2 separate regions of the Gossypium hirsutum genome follow, and region 2 is linked to region 1. Evidence: chromatin contacts called from public Hi-C data. All regions are on one chromosome and are shown on one strand. The core of a region is the stretch at or near the end of the contact, and the rest is flanking DNA. Distances in the headings are between cores, read along the strand shown.

Region 1 (6,648 bases), core at 2,937-5,436:
TAATCTTAGTAATGCGTTGGAATTGGATCAATTTACTATGAGCTTTACAAAAATTAAATGATAAATTGAGAAGACAAACTTTAGACTTAATTGAAAATATTTAAAACAAATTAGAGTTAAATTATTTGTTAGTTGAAAGACCTGCTCTGAAAATATCTCAAACCCCCCCCCCGGGGCCATATATTTATTACTTGCCATATATTATTTTTTGATTTTCTTCCTCATTAAAATATTTAAATTATATTCCTTATTATCCATGATTTCTTCTTGCAAATTTAAAGGTGATAAATAATATTATTTTGTAATGTGTAAGATATTTATTGAATAAGAATGTTAATTTCATAATTTTAAAATCAAAATATATAGTTGTTAGAGTGCCAAATGTGGAAATATGAAATTAGTAATAGAATGTTTTTGTTTTGGATTTCGCAGCTCCGCAAGTCAACATTAAGTTTTCAGCGTTGCCTTTGGGCTGCTAAGGACTTGCGTGCCAAGATCTACACTCATACTTATGACTCAACGGAAAAGTCAACGGAGTCAAAGGTGGAGATAGCCCAATTGCATTCGGATTCAACCGGTAATTGAAATTAATGAAAGGGCAGAATTGGTAAAAGAAATAAGTAATATAAAATACTTAAAATCCCCCAAAATGGAAATTTTTTGGTATTCAAAATCAACAGGAGCGATCGGAAGGTACAAATTTCTCTCTCCAATTGCTTTTTCGTTTTCTTTTCTCTGTGAATTTGAAATTCCTTCGGTGAAATTTTAAATTGATGGAAATATTTCTCTGATTGTTAATGGTTATTGGAGTTTATTTTGCCGTTTTAACTTTTCTTGTTTATATTATCCATTTTCTCAGCATCCATCTGAACTGAGCTTGATAGCCTGATCCTTGGACTGAATTAGCTATATACTTCATTCATTTGATTATTTTTTATGTGCCTTTTGCTTCTTGGTTCTTTTGATTCTAGGTTTAATTACTTGCATGTAGTTGTAATTTTTTACTATAATTTCTTATATTTATATATTTAGGGATTTCTGGTTAAGTAGTTGTGTAACCTATGCAATCACTTTCGGTTTCATTTTCTTGTGCCCCTGATTCATGCACCAGTTAACTGTTTTAGGCATCATCCATTTTGAGTGTACATTAATTCTTTTTGTCCTTGCTTTATATTTATATATATATATATGTTTTGGATCTTAAGAGTGGTAAACCACAAATCTTTGAACGTATTAGTGTTTACATTTGGGAATTGAGAATCTCTGTGACTCAACATGGCTACTGATTTGCTTGTGGATGTAGCCCTAGAATAGTGAGATTTTGCTGCCAGGTTTTGTCTTGATGAAGTTGCCCTTGAGGATTAGTTTATTTAGGATAATTCTGTTTTCCTCTCATGGCCACTACTGGCATTTTCTGTTTTTATGTTTGACATGGTTCTCTGGAGTGTGAGTAGTTAAGCTTTTGCCACATTTGGTGTTGTAACTTCTTTTCTTTTCTGGTACCTAATTTCTGAATTTGTATTGTTATCAACTCAGAAGACTGTTTGCCTTTGAACTCTTTCCAGTTTGATTCTTTTTTTGACACTCTTATGTTTAATATAAAGTAAAAGCCAGCACAAGCCTGATTTTAGCATGAATTAGTAATTTCACTCTGCATTATCTGCAGAATAGTTTAGTGTTTCATTTTTTTATGTTAAAAGTGTAGCTAAGTGATTACGATAATGTTTCATTGGATCAGGACTACTTGAAGCTTGCTGTCGGCACACCGGAATTTTCCAGATGAAGTAATTCAGAATATCTTCCTTGTTCTTTTATTTGGTTTCCTTTTGGCTCGTTTGGAAGCAGATGGGATGAGATGATTTATGGTTAACTTTATCGTATTCAAAATTGCTTCTATCTTTATTCTTTATAGCATATAACAAGATATTACTATATTTGAAGCTTCTTGCATTTCTGGACACTGGAACTTTTGAGCCAAATAGAAATCTAACTTCTGCTTCAACTTTTAGCTTGTTTTCTCCCTATTTAGGTTCCAGCTGACTAGTTCTACATGTGGCTTTTTTTTTTTAAATATACTAACCATGCAGATTGTCCGTTTTAAAAGAGAATGGATTGTTCTAATTATGCAATATTCATAAGGTGTTTCTTCATTTTAGAAATGACTCTTTTAACATATGAATGCATGGCTTGATATAACTGTAGGTGAGCCCATTCCACCAGCAAAAATAGGTGAAAAATTGCCAATTTTAGTCATATATAAGTTATGCCAAGTCTATAATTTAGATGTAACACTTTAATGAGGAAGGATACAGTATACTTATCTAGAAATCAGCCTCATATCTTTGCCTTGATTAGGCTATGCCTGGAGTGCAAATCTAGTTTCTGATTCAAGTAGTCGAGAACTAGCTGATTTTAAGAAGGATGTTCCCATTTTGATCATAGTTGTTCGTTTTTATGCTTCTATCTTGTTTTGATATAGTTAGCTACTGTAACAAGAATTGTAAGTTTTTGTAGTTATAATATTCTTAGTTGTGTTTTGGATCTAATAATAATTCTTTCTTGGGGAAACAGTAGGCGTGTAAGATGGAATGAGGAAAATCTGGGGGAAATTGAAGCAAATAAACCCGTAAGGCAGAAAATAACTGAACCCAAGACGCCGTACCACCCCATGATTGATGATGATGGTATTTTCACTTGCATAGTGATTTACCTCTTGTATTAGCCTATATTTTTGTGTGAGAAATTTAGGAAATGGTGCTTGTGTAATTTTATTTTCACTTTATTTGTACCTTGGTTAGAGCATTAATCTGAACATTGGATTACATTTCTCACCTTATAGTTCGTATCTTGGTTAGGGTCTTTGTCTCCCAGAGGACGTAGTTTCAACGATTGTGTCATTGATGTGGATGCTGAGGAATTATGCTCTGCTTTGAAAGATGTGGCTTCCTCAAGTAGAAAAACAACTGGGCAGTCTGGTGGTTGGACTTCTTCTGATGATGAGGCTGATCCTATGGATCATGATGAAGAAGGTTTGTTGACCATTGCTTTTTAGTTGTCGTTTCTGATGGCATATTGGAAAATGTTTTACTTTCCTTTTAAGTTGGTTAGCATATCTAATGACTGCTTTATCTTTCATGAGATTACAAGGGAGCAATAATCCTTGTTTGTGTGAATGGTATAAGGTTTGCTCTAGAAAACAGGCTTTTGATGGTTAGAGCCTTTCTTGTTTCTCCTAGTGGAATTTATCATCGGACATTTTCTTTTGGAAGGATGTGAGGATGAGCGTTGAAGTGGTCAGGATTTACCTGCTGCTGTCTGGTAGAAAAAGTCATGATGTTGAATATTATCATTAAAAGCACTATAGCTTCTAAACTTCTTCTTTAACTTAGCTTGGAATTTTGCACCGTTTTTTTTGTACCCTTTTATCTAGGTTCATATGATCTTTATGAATCTCTTAGTTTTCTCTGATGCTTTTTAAGTTATTGAGAAACAAAACAGAAATAAATGACATGATGAAAAAATCACACATTATCCAATTGCAAACAGTGATGAAGGTTCAAGACCACTCATTCCCCCTTGCCCTTGCCCTGCTCCTTCCCCATCCCAATCTATTTTATCTCTTTTAGTTCATCAATTGTGTACAATGTATTTCTTATGCTTAATCCGTGGTTGATGTTTTTAGTCTGTTCCACATTTTTTTGGTTCAAATTTCCAAACAGATCAGAATGGTAAGAGTTTTAAGGAGCAAAGGAAAGCACACTATGATGAGTTTTTGAAAATAAAGGAACTGCGACGTAAGGGTTCTTTCATTGAGGATGAAGATGATGAAGTGGAGGGTGATTCATCATCATCATTAAGCTCTGGTGTCAAAGACATAGGAATTGTGGAAGGTCCTGCAAGTTTGCCCCAAAAGTCTTCTGCAAGTCCTGGGCATCCAGGTAATGGATTGTGATTGTGAAGTCATCTGACCAGTCAAAGACGCAAAAGCTCGCTCTTTTGACATTCTTTTATGGTTGTTTGATGTTTATTTTGATGCACCGAAAAAAATTTAGGGATTTTCTTTTTACCATATTTGAGTTCGCTTGTACAAAAATGTCTAATTTGGCATGTTTGTTTGAAATCTTGCGCATCTAAACTTGTGGTCTTAACAAATAAGCATGATGGCGAAGGATTTGTGACATTGCTGTCTACCCTCATACTTATGCATCATTGCAAATTAAAGTGGGAGATTTTGATGCTGTACTGTCATCTTTCGCAAGCGGATTTGAGTATGAACTAAGATTCATCCTCAACTTTGTAAAAGAAGATTTTCATGTTAGGCTAACAAAATTGTCTCAAATCGTAGCAGCTGCAAGCTTATCCCGAGCACACATCGTTTCTCAACTTGTGCACTGTTGAATAAAGGCAGCAATATACCAATGAGGGTCTCAAAACTTCAACAATATATAGCTAGTCTAGAAACTGTCATCATGTATACCGGTAAGGCTTAAATGGCAAGCCTAGCCTAACAAAGATTCAACCATGCATCCTAAATCCTTTCCAAGCCTAGTACCCACCTACCTACCTTAGAGTTTAGCTCCACAGCGTCCCAAGAGCTGCGTATAATGGGAAGTGGTATCACAGTACTTCAAGCACACTAACGATAGGGTAGATAGTGCATGAGAATATCGTGTCAAACGCGCAAGTAACTATTATTAACCCCACATTAAATAGGAAAGAGGTCTTTAAGCATATATGATAGTTCAATGTACACCCTTGGGAGCGATGTAGGCAAAATTATTGAGAAGCTATAAGCTTATCGTGAGGTTAGATGGGATGACAATTGCATAATTTTTTTCTTTTGAAAGAAACGATATTTAGGTATATAAGTTGGTCTGCTGCAGCTACACTCAATTCCATACAATTAACTACTGAAGAAAAAAACCTCTTAAAAGAAAGTGACTGCCTTGTCACCTTTTGTCGTTTGTTTCTTTTTCCTTTCCTCCGGCAGAATAAAAGCCTGGCCTTTTCCCCTCTCCATCGTTGTCATTCTGCTGGTGATTTGAGATGTTTTTCTCCCAGCCGTATTGTGGAGGTTCTCCTCTTGCTCACAGCTCTTGGCTTGGCCCTCGTTTTCTCTCCGGTTGCCCCGCTCTCTGTCTTTTAGCATCATTTTTAATCATCAGTGTCAAAACCACTTGTTAAATTGCGGGATCGGTTGTGGGGTCAATTGACCAGACAAAAATTTTAAGAAAAAATACTTTATAAAAAAAAATAAGTAGTAAATTATTTGGAAAACAACTTTTTTTCATTCAACATTCATCATTTTTTTCTGAAAATTTTCTTGTTCTCTCATTCTCTCCATAATTTTACTAAATAGATTATCAACCTTTCTATACATTTAAGTATGTTGACTTAATTAACAATTATTCTTTTCAATTTCAAATTTTATTAATTAATCTCTAAAAATTAAAGTTGTGGCTTTACTTGATAAATTAGGATTTTTAGACAAGATTAAGTTTTTATTGATGGAATGGTTTTGGGATGTTGATTTTGTATGAGATTATTAATATCTTGATTGATTTATATTTTTAGAGAACATTAATATAAATCCTTGAAGAAATTAAGATTGATTGGTTGTATAATCATTTATTTCTTGAATATTGATTAAAAATAAACATTTTTGTTTGAAAAATTATTGTTGTTGGTCTAATTTCGTGCATTCTGTGTTTTACATATTGTATTTTTATAACACCAAAAAACATTTATAATTTTTATGTTGTGAAGGAAATTATATTTTATCTGGATAATTGCAAAAAAAGATTTTCTTTTAATTCAACTTATAAAAATGATATGCATTATTTTATTTTATTTTTCAGCTTGTATAAATCGCTATTACTCTAATACCAATAATATTTGGCTTTATAAAAATTTTTATATTTAATTACCATTTACATAGTTTTGTAATACTCTTATATTTAATTAATTTATATAAACTTTTTAGAGGTTTTAATTTTTCAAAAATTGACCCATAATCGAAAGATTCTGGCTCCCCCTATTGATCATGGATCTCTACAGGATGGAGCTCGTTGGAGCCTGGATCTCGTTGTACTAGTGCTTTCGACAGGTGGCTGTACCCGATTTTTGGGCAGCGGAATCCTTCCCTTAGCACCACGGTATTTGATGGGGCTCTTTTTTTTGAGCTGCCGAGGCATGGTCTCCCAGGGAGGCATCACATGTCGTTGATAGATGCATCCGCCTTGCCGGCGACTTTCGACCTTCCCAAGTTTCTTCTTCGGCGACGACAACTTTTACGCTTGTTGGTAGGGTTGCCTTCGTTTGTTTGTGGTTAGGCTTTAGCCCATTGTAAACCTTGGAACTATTATTGTGTAATTATTTGGGCTTTGTAATGAAAGCTGATGATATTGTGTGTGTTTTGGAAAGGGGGTATTTGCTTTGCTCATTTGGGCTTTTCTGCATTCATCCTCGACTACTTCCAAAGTTCACTTGATACCTTCAACCAACCCCAGAGGATTCTCTACTTGCTGCTGATTATCCAGACACAGACGAATCCAATGTGGAGCTTAAAAGTACGATTTCGGCTCTGGTTCAATGACGTTTGAGAAAATCAAGCTGATATGTGTCCCAATTAAAATACTAAACATGACG
Region 2 (6,648 bases), core at 2,203-4,702, 220 kb after region 1:
GTGTGAGTTTCAGGAGTGGCTGCTCAAATGTCGCTATATTGATGCTCAGCGGCTCCTTTGACCTGCTGCTGCTGCTCAAGAAGCAGAGATTTTGATCCAGGAAGTTGTTTAATTTGCTTTCCTCAATTTCTTCTGGATCACTCAGCTGGCCACTCCGCAAAATCCATCTGCGTACAGCAAAGGCTGAAGCAAAAATGATAAAGACACTTGCAGCCACAATCCCTGCAAGGCCCCAGGCATTTAACAAAGAAGATCTTTCAGAACATCTGATCTGGCACTCCAAACCTGTAATTCTTCCACACAGATCATTGTTCCCAGCTAGAAAGATTTTTGACAGGTTTTGACAAATACCATTTCTGGGCACAGGTCCTCCCAACCGGTTTTCTGCTAGATTCAAGTAGAACAGACTGAACAAACCACACACTTCCGCTGGAATCTGTCCGGAAAATCTGTTTCTGGATAAATCAAAATACTCTAGTTGCATCAAGTTACCAATTTCTGAAGGAATGGCACCACTAAATTTATTTCCATGAAGATCCAAGTACATCAAATAAGACAAATTGCCCAAAGATTGGGGCAAGCTTCCATAGAAAATGTTATTACTCAAATTCAAGTCTTCAATCTTCCAAGACACGGAATTTGAGAACAGGTTATGTATCTCACCAGCAAGCCTATTCTTCTGAACATAGAGCCCCACCAGGTTAAGCATCTGGGACAATGACGAAGGTAGCTCACCGGCAAGCTTATTATTGCTTAAATCCAAGTGAGTAAGTTCTTTCAAGTTCCCAAAACTTGCAGGAACTACACCAGATAACCTATTGCCAGTCAAATTTAACTTTACCAAACTACCCACACGGCCTAAGCTTTCAGAGATGGTTCCTGTAAGCTGGTTATTCCCCAAATACAAGCCCTGAAGCTTGAGAGAGTCACCGAATTCAACAGGAATAGGACCCGTCAGCAAATTTCCAGACAAATCCAAAGTTGTAAGATTTGTCAAACGAGAAAGTGATCCTGGAATCCAGCCAGTAAGCATGTTGTTGTTGAGAAGAAGATCCACCACCACTGCACAGTTTCCCAATTCTTCAGGTATGGGACCAGTCAACCTATTGTGTGACAGATCGAATACTCCATGATGCTGCACAAAGCTCAAGTCGGGCAGATTAGCCTGATGGAAATATGAAGATGGTTTCCAAGGGATGGAACCGGATAGATTATTGTGAGAAAGAACCAGGCACTGCAGCTGATCAAGGTCTGCAAGTTCCATGGGAATTGATCCACTGAAATTGTTGTTTCCAAGATCCAGCGTTGTCAATGCTTTGCAGTATCCAATTTCAACAGGTATATTTCCTTCCAAGAAATTCGAGTTCAAGTTTAGCACAGAAAGAGCTGTGAGATTGCCGATCTCCTTTGGTATATTTCCCTTCAAACGATTACCGCTAAGAACAAGCGTTTCCAATGTAACCGCATTTCCAATATCAACTGGCAGAGTCCCCTCTAGCATATTATTTCCAGCAGAAAACTCCATCAAACTATTTGAACTCCATAAACTCACAGGAATGGTACCAGTGAAATTGTTGGAGTCAAGGTCAATAACCATCAATGGAAGCTCTGAAAGATACTCTGGGATTGAACCATTAATGTGATTATTGAGCAAAACCAACTGAGCAAGATTTCTACAGTTCACAAACACATCCTCAATGGTAACCGAAAGGTTATTACCATCGAGATCAACCTCAAAGAGTGATTTTGCATTGCATAACTCTCTTGGTATCGAACCCGACAACTTGTTATTGCTCAAACTAAGGTGCTTAAGCCTTGAGCAATTCTCAATTTCAGGAGGGATGTTACCTGAAAAGTGGTTGTTTGAAAGTAGCAAAGACTCCACCTGGGTCCATTTCCCAAGCCAAGGTGGCAGTGGCCCAGAAAGCTGGTTCGTTTCAGCAGAAAACGTCAGCATAGGCAAACTTGAAAGCTCCTCAGGCAAGGACCCGGACAGCGAATTGAAAGACAGCATCAACATCATCAAATTCCGGCAGTTCCCAAGCTCCGCTGGTATTGAACCATTGAGCTCGGTGTAGACGAGGTTCAATATAGTCAAATTCTGTAACTTTCCTATAGACTTTGGAATGGAACATTTCAATGGGTTATAAGAAAGGTCGAGCTTGGTGAGTGATTTTAGATTGGATAGTTGTTTAGGCAAAGGTCCTGTTATGGAACAAGAGGGTGAAAAAAAGTTCTCAAGGAGTGAAAGTTTACCAATTTCAGGTGGTATTTTCCCTGTAAATTGGTTGATTCCAATGTAAAGAGCGGTCAGGTTTTTTAGCTCACCAATTTCAGGCGGGATATTACCAGAGAAAGAATTGTTGGAAATATCCAGAGAGGTTAAAGACTGAAGGTTTTCAAAGAGTGTTGAAGGGAAAGAACCTGAAAGGAAATTGTTAGCCAGGTCCAAGAACTGTAGCTGAGTTAACTGTCCAAGCTTAGCCGGCACTGTGCCAGTGAGTGCATTGGTGGAAAGTTCTAGCGTCCGAAGTGCATTCAGGCTGCCCAGCTCGGAAGGGATGTTTCCGGTGAAAGAGTTAGACCCGAGTTTGAGGGTCTTGAGGAGAGTCAACTCGGCCAACTCAGTCGGAATTTGGCCAAAGAAGGAGTTAGAGGACAGGTCTAGGAGGGTGAGGTTTGAGAGGGACGAAAGGGACGGAGAGAGAGAACCTGTCAAGGACCGAGATGGAAGAGAAAGCGAGGTGACTCGGCCGAGCCGACAAGTGACACCATCCCACTTGCAGAAATGAATTCTTTGGTTCCATGATGATAGAAAATGAGGGTTTTGAAGCCCTCTTTTGAAGGAAACCAGAGCTTCCCTGTCTGGGTTTCCGTCCGCTTGCTCTATCGTTGCCCCTGATATCGATAACAACAAATGAAGGAAACAGAGGAAGTGAAACAAAAGCTTAAACTCCATAGCCAAAAGAAGAAACAGTAATATTTACAGGGGAAGATGGGAAAGAAGAGAAGAGATAAAAGATAAAAATGGAAGGATGATAATGGCCATAGGCAAGGGGAGTAAATTCTGAAGAAAGGTTTGGGTGAACTTTAAAGAAGAAGACACCATAGCCAACGTAGCTCACGTGACTGGAGCTTTTGTAACTGCAATCCTCAAATCTCAATCGTGTTTCCTTTAATATATATATATCTTTTTATTGAGAGAAAAATCCCACATGAGTTTTGATTGATCATATATTACAAGTACCCCTGAGGCTGAATCTTTGGTTTGGAATTATTATACGATAGGAACAAAAATCTTTTGATTTGTATATTAAACAAACGAGCTATAAAGGGCCCCTACTTCAGAGAATCCGGCTCTTGTCTCTTTTCTTTAATTTTCGCTTTGATAAAATTAGCACACTATGGATGATTGTGGTTTAAGGCCTAAAAGCTGAGATATCCTTTTGTTTATTTCCTTGGGTTGTTAGAAGAAATACGTTTTATTTAAATAAAAGTGCCCCAACCCAAATTTGCTTCTTCAGTGCAGCTGTAGGTGCACTGTACAATTTTCTGCCGAATCTCTGATACTCAAAGATTTGGGGAAATTATTGAAAGATGGAAGAGATAGAAATTTAGTGAAAAAGGTGTAGTAAACGATGTGGTTGTTTGTAAGCGTGAAATGTGTGTCGTCGCCCTTCATCTTGAGATTTTCAGTAGTCAGAACAGATTGCTTTATAATGGAATCTCAATTATCAACCCCCCAAAAATGAAGCAACAGAGTAAAAGAACTGGACTAAACTGAAGAGGTGAAGATTGCGGAGCATGGCATTGGGAACAAGAACTTACAGAAACCAGGGCTTTAATTTCATTGGCAGACAAATTATTATTATTATTATTATTATTATGGTTAAATCGCTATTTAAGACTTAAAAAAAAAAATCAACTTCACCCAAATAAAAATTTCTACAGATCCATCCTGGTTTTGTATTTTTGTGATGCAGGTCAGTTATCAGATGAAAATTTTGGACGCATTATTATGTGAGAGTGAGAGGGAGTGGTCCCTTAAAATTATGGACCCCTACATTTCCTTCCGATGAGACGGTCCAGATGCTAATTTCGGTCAGGTGCATTATTCCAATTGACCTTATTGCCCCTTCACACTCTTAAATTCATGTTAGAGAATAGGACCTATTAGGTATTAATAAAATAATATTTGATTCTAAAATTTTAAAATTTAATATTTTTTTTCAATAATGAATTAGTTTTAAACCTGAAGATTATTTTTGGTCGAAATTATAACTAATAATTGCCTTAATTTTATTTATATTTTTTTAAACAAATATTAGTAATTGCCTTAATTTTATATTTTACAGGAATAAATGGTTTGGGATGTGCAAAAGGACAAGGCATAAGGGCTCTCTTAATTTACATAGAAAAAAGGAGTGTATCTTATAGGGGCGGTGTCTGTTTTGAGTTGCTTGTAAGGACATGAGAACCTGATGTAGGCTGAGTTGTCCCTTCGGTCCCACTTAGAGCAATACATGGATCGGCTGGTTCGCAAAATCTGGCCACCCCGACAAACAGTTTTTGTTTATAGGAAAGAGAGAAAATATTTTTTAAAAATATTTTTATTTAAATTTAATTATAAAAACATATAAATATTAATATAATAGTACATATTTTATTTTTTTATGCTTATTATATAAAAAATATCTATAACATTATTCAATAATCAATTGAACTCTCAATTAAGAGTAACACTCAATTGAATTCTTATTCTATATAGACAATCAATTAAGCCCTTCAAAAGTCAATTTCTATATAAACACCGTTAACTTCGCCATGTGGTACATAAGGTTGTGCTATATGGTGAAATCTAGTAATTTTTCTTAAAATTGTTTAAAAAACATAAAAAAAATCACAAAAAAAATTATAAATCTTTTATCTAAAATTATAAAAAAATTAGAATTATGAAAAACTAAAAAAGAAAGAAAGCTAAGTTGTCTAAATATGTCCTTTATTTTTTGTTAATTGGCCATGTAGGTCATTTTTTTGAAGAATTAGAGAAATAGGTCAATTTTGGAGAGAGTGTGTGAAAACGCACTCATCTAGACGCGCTTTCCTCCGATGGTCATTTACCCAACGGTAAAAATTTAAACACGGAAATGGTAAAGTTTTTAAACAGCCCAATGATAACTTTTATTTCCTATAAATACCAGACCATTTTTCATTCTTTTCACTCAAATCTAACTCTCTTCATTCTCTCTGAACTCTCAAGTTTCTCAAGATTTGTTCGAATTTTTCCAATAAATTTGTATAAAAATATTATAGTTTTATTTTATTATTTCACAGATAATTTATTTCGAATAATTTTTCACGAATGACAAGTCCTCTTATTCATTTTGACGACAAGCACATTTCCGTCGCTCAACCGATAATGGTAAGGAAAATTTTTAAATTTAGTTATTTTCAATTAAGTTAATTTTAAAGTTTTTAAATTATTTTATTTTATTGATATAAATAGGCAAATGATCATGTTTTGGAAGATTTCATACTCAATTTATCAAATAGTGCACCCACTAAAATTTGTGGTTATTTGCAAAATGCAGGATTCTTACATGCATCTTATATACTCGGGATCTATAAACTGGATCCTACAATTATCAGCGTGTTGGTGGAAAGATGGAGACCCAAGACACACATTCCATCTTTCGTGCAGTGCGTGCATAATCACACTCGAGGACGTAGCTTTACAACTCAGTTTACTTGTGGATGGGCTAGTCATTACAAGGTCAATGGTCGTTCTTGATAAAGGCGAGGCATTTTTAAGGAAGGTGCTGAACAAGTTTCAAGATGGCGGAATAAAGATGAGATGGTTGCAAGATAATTTTAAAGACCTTTCTCTGAATGCGATTGACGCCATTAAAGAACAATAGGCCCGAACAATATGTCGTCAAAGATTTATGTATATATATTAGACCATTTTTCATTCTTTTTACTCAAATATTTTGCATATATGCATAAAACTTTCAATATATGAAAAGGGTAATTTTATTTTGGTGATTGGTAATATATGAAAGGGTAATATGTGAAAAGCAATTTTGTATATAACTATAAAACTAACAATAGTACATCATATAAAAAATATGACACCCCAGACGTAACCCAATTGTTAGGTTTGAGTTACAGAATGCCACATTCGTTTCTGAAGCAACTATGATCCAATTTAACCTTTTACACATGCTACTAACTACATCAGACATTCACAATATGTTTTTCAATAATATTCAAGTCTTGTACGAGCTTACGAAGGCAAACTCAAGATTGAATTAGGACCAAAATGTAAAGTTTGCAAACTATCAGATTGACGTCGCAACTTTGAAGGTTCTAGATTGCGACATAACTTACTGTCGATTCCTCGTCAACTTAGTGTTGATTCATCATTGTGACATTAAGAATCCAATATCGTGACATGATTGTTTGTAACACCCCTTACCCGAGTTCGAGGCCGGGATAAGGTACGAGGCATTACCAGACTTAAACGTACACAACTATGTAAAATCGAGCCATAAAAATTTTGTTCAAATTAAAAACATTCATTCATATTCATAATGCCCCTTATATGGGCTTACGAGGCCCAATACATACATCGGGGGTGGTTTGGGA

Evidence for each region. Hi-C and Micro-C count contacts between places; a contact is called where the count stands out from the background.
Region 2: a contact with region 1 is called in a Hi-C map of leaf, with 2.3 times the contacts expected there. The contact joins the promoter of LOC107910011 here to the promoter of LOC121204460 in region 1. A contact is called at or near these places in 10 of 34 Hi-C or Micro-C datasets (callus, hypocotyl, leaf and 2 more).

What each region holds. Positions count from the first base shown.
Region 1 is chrA08:64,522,918-64,529,565 of Gossypium_hirsutum_v2.1, forward strand. LOC121204460 reads left to right here and starts at 4,187. Exons shown (of 3, transcript XM_041074266.1): 1 at 4,187-5,074; 2 at 6,058-6,302; 3 at 6,424-6,648. The coding sequence starts at 5,047. The coding sequence ends at 6,531. It overlaps LOC107919833 (protein phosphatase inhibitor 2), which reads left to right and starts at 278. Exons shown (of 5, transcript XM_016849324.2): 1 at 278-693; 2 at 1,739-1,784; 3 at 2,572-2,684; 4 at 2,856-3,029; 5 at 3,720-4,178. The coding sequence starts at 1,780. The coding sequence ends at 3,952.
Region 2 is chrA08:64,748,134-64,754,781 of Gossypium_hirsutum_v2.1, forward strand. LOC107910011 (leucine-rich repeat receptor protein kinase EMS1-like) reads right to left here and starts at 3,453. Exons shown (of 1, transcript XM_016837773.2): 1 at 1-3,453. The coding sequence starts at 2,959.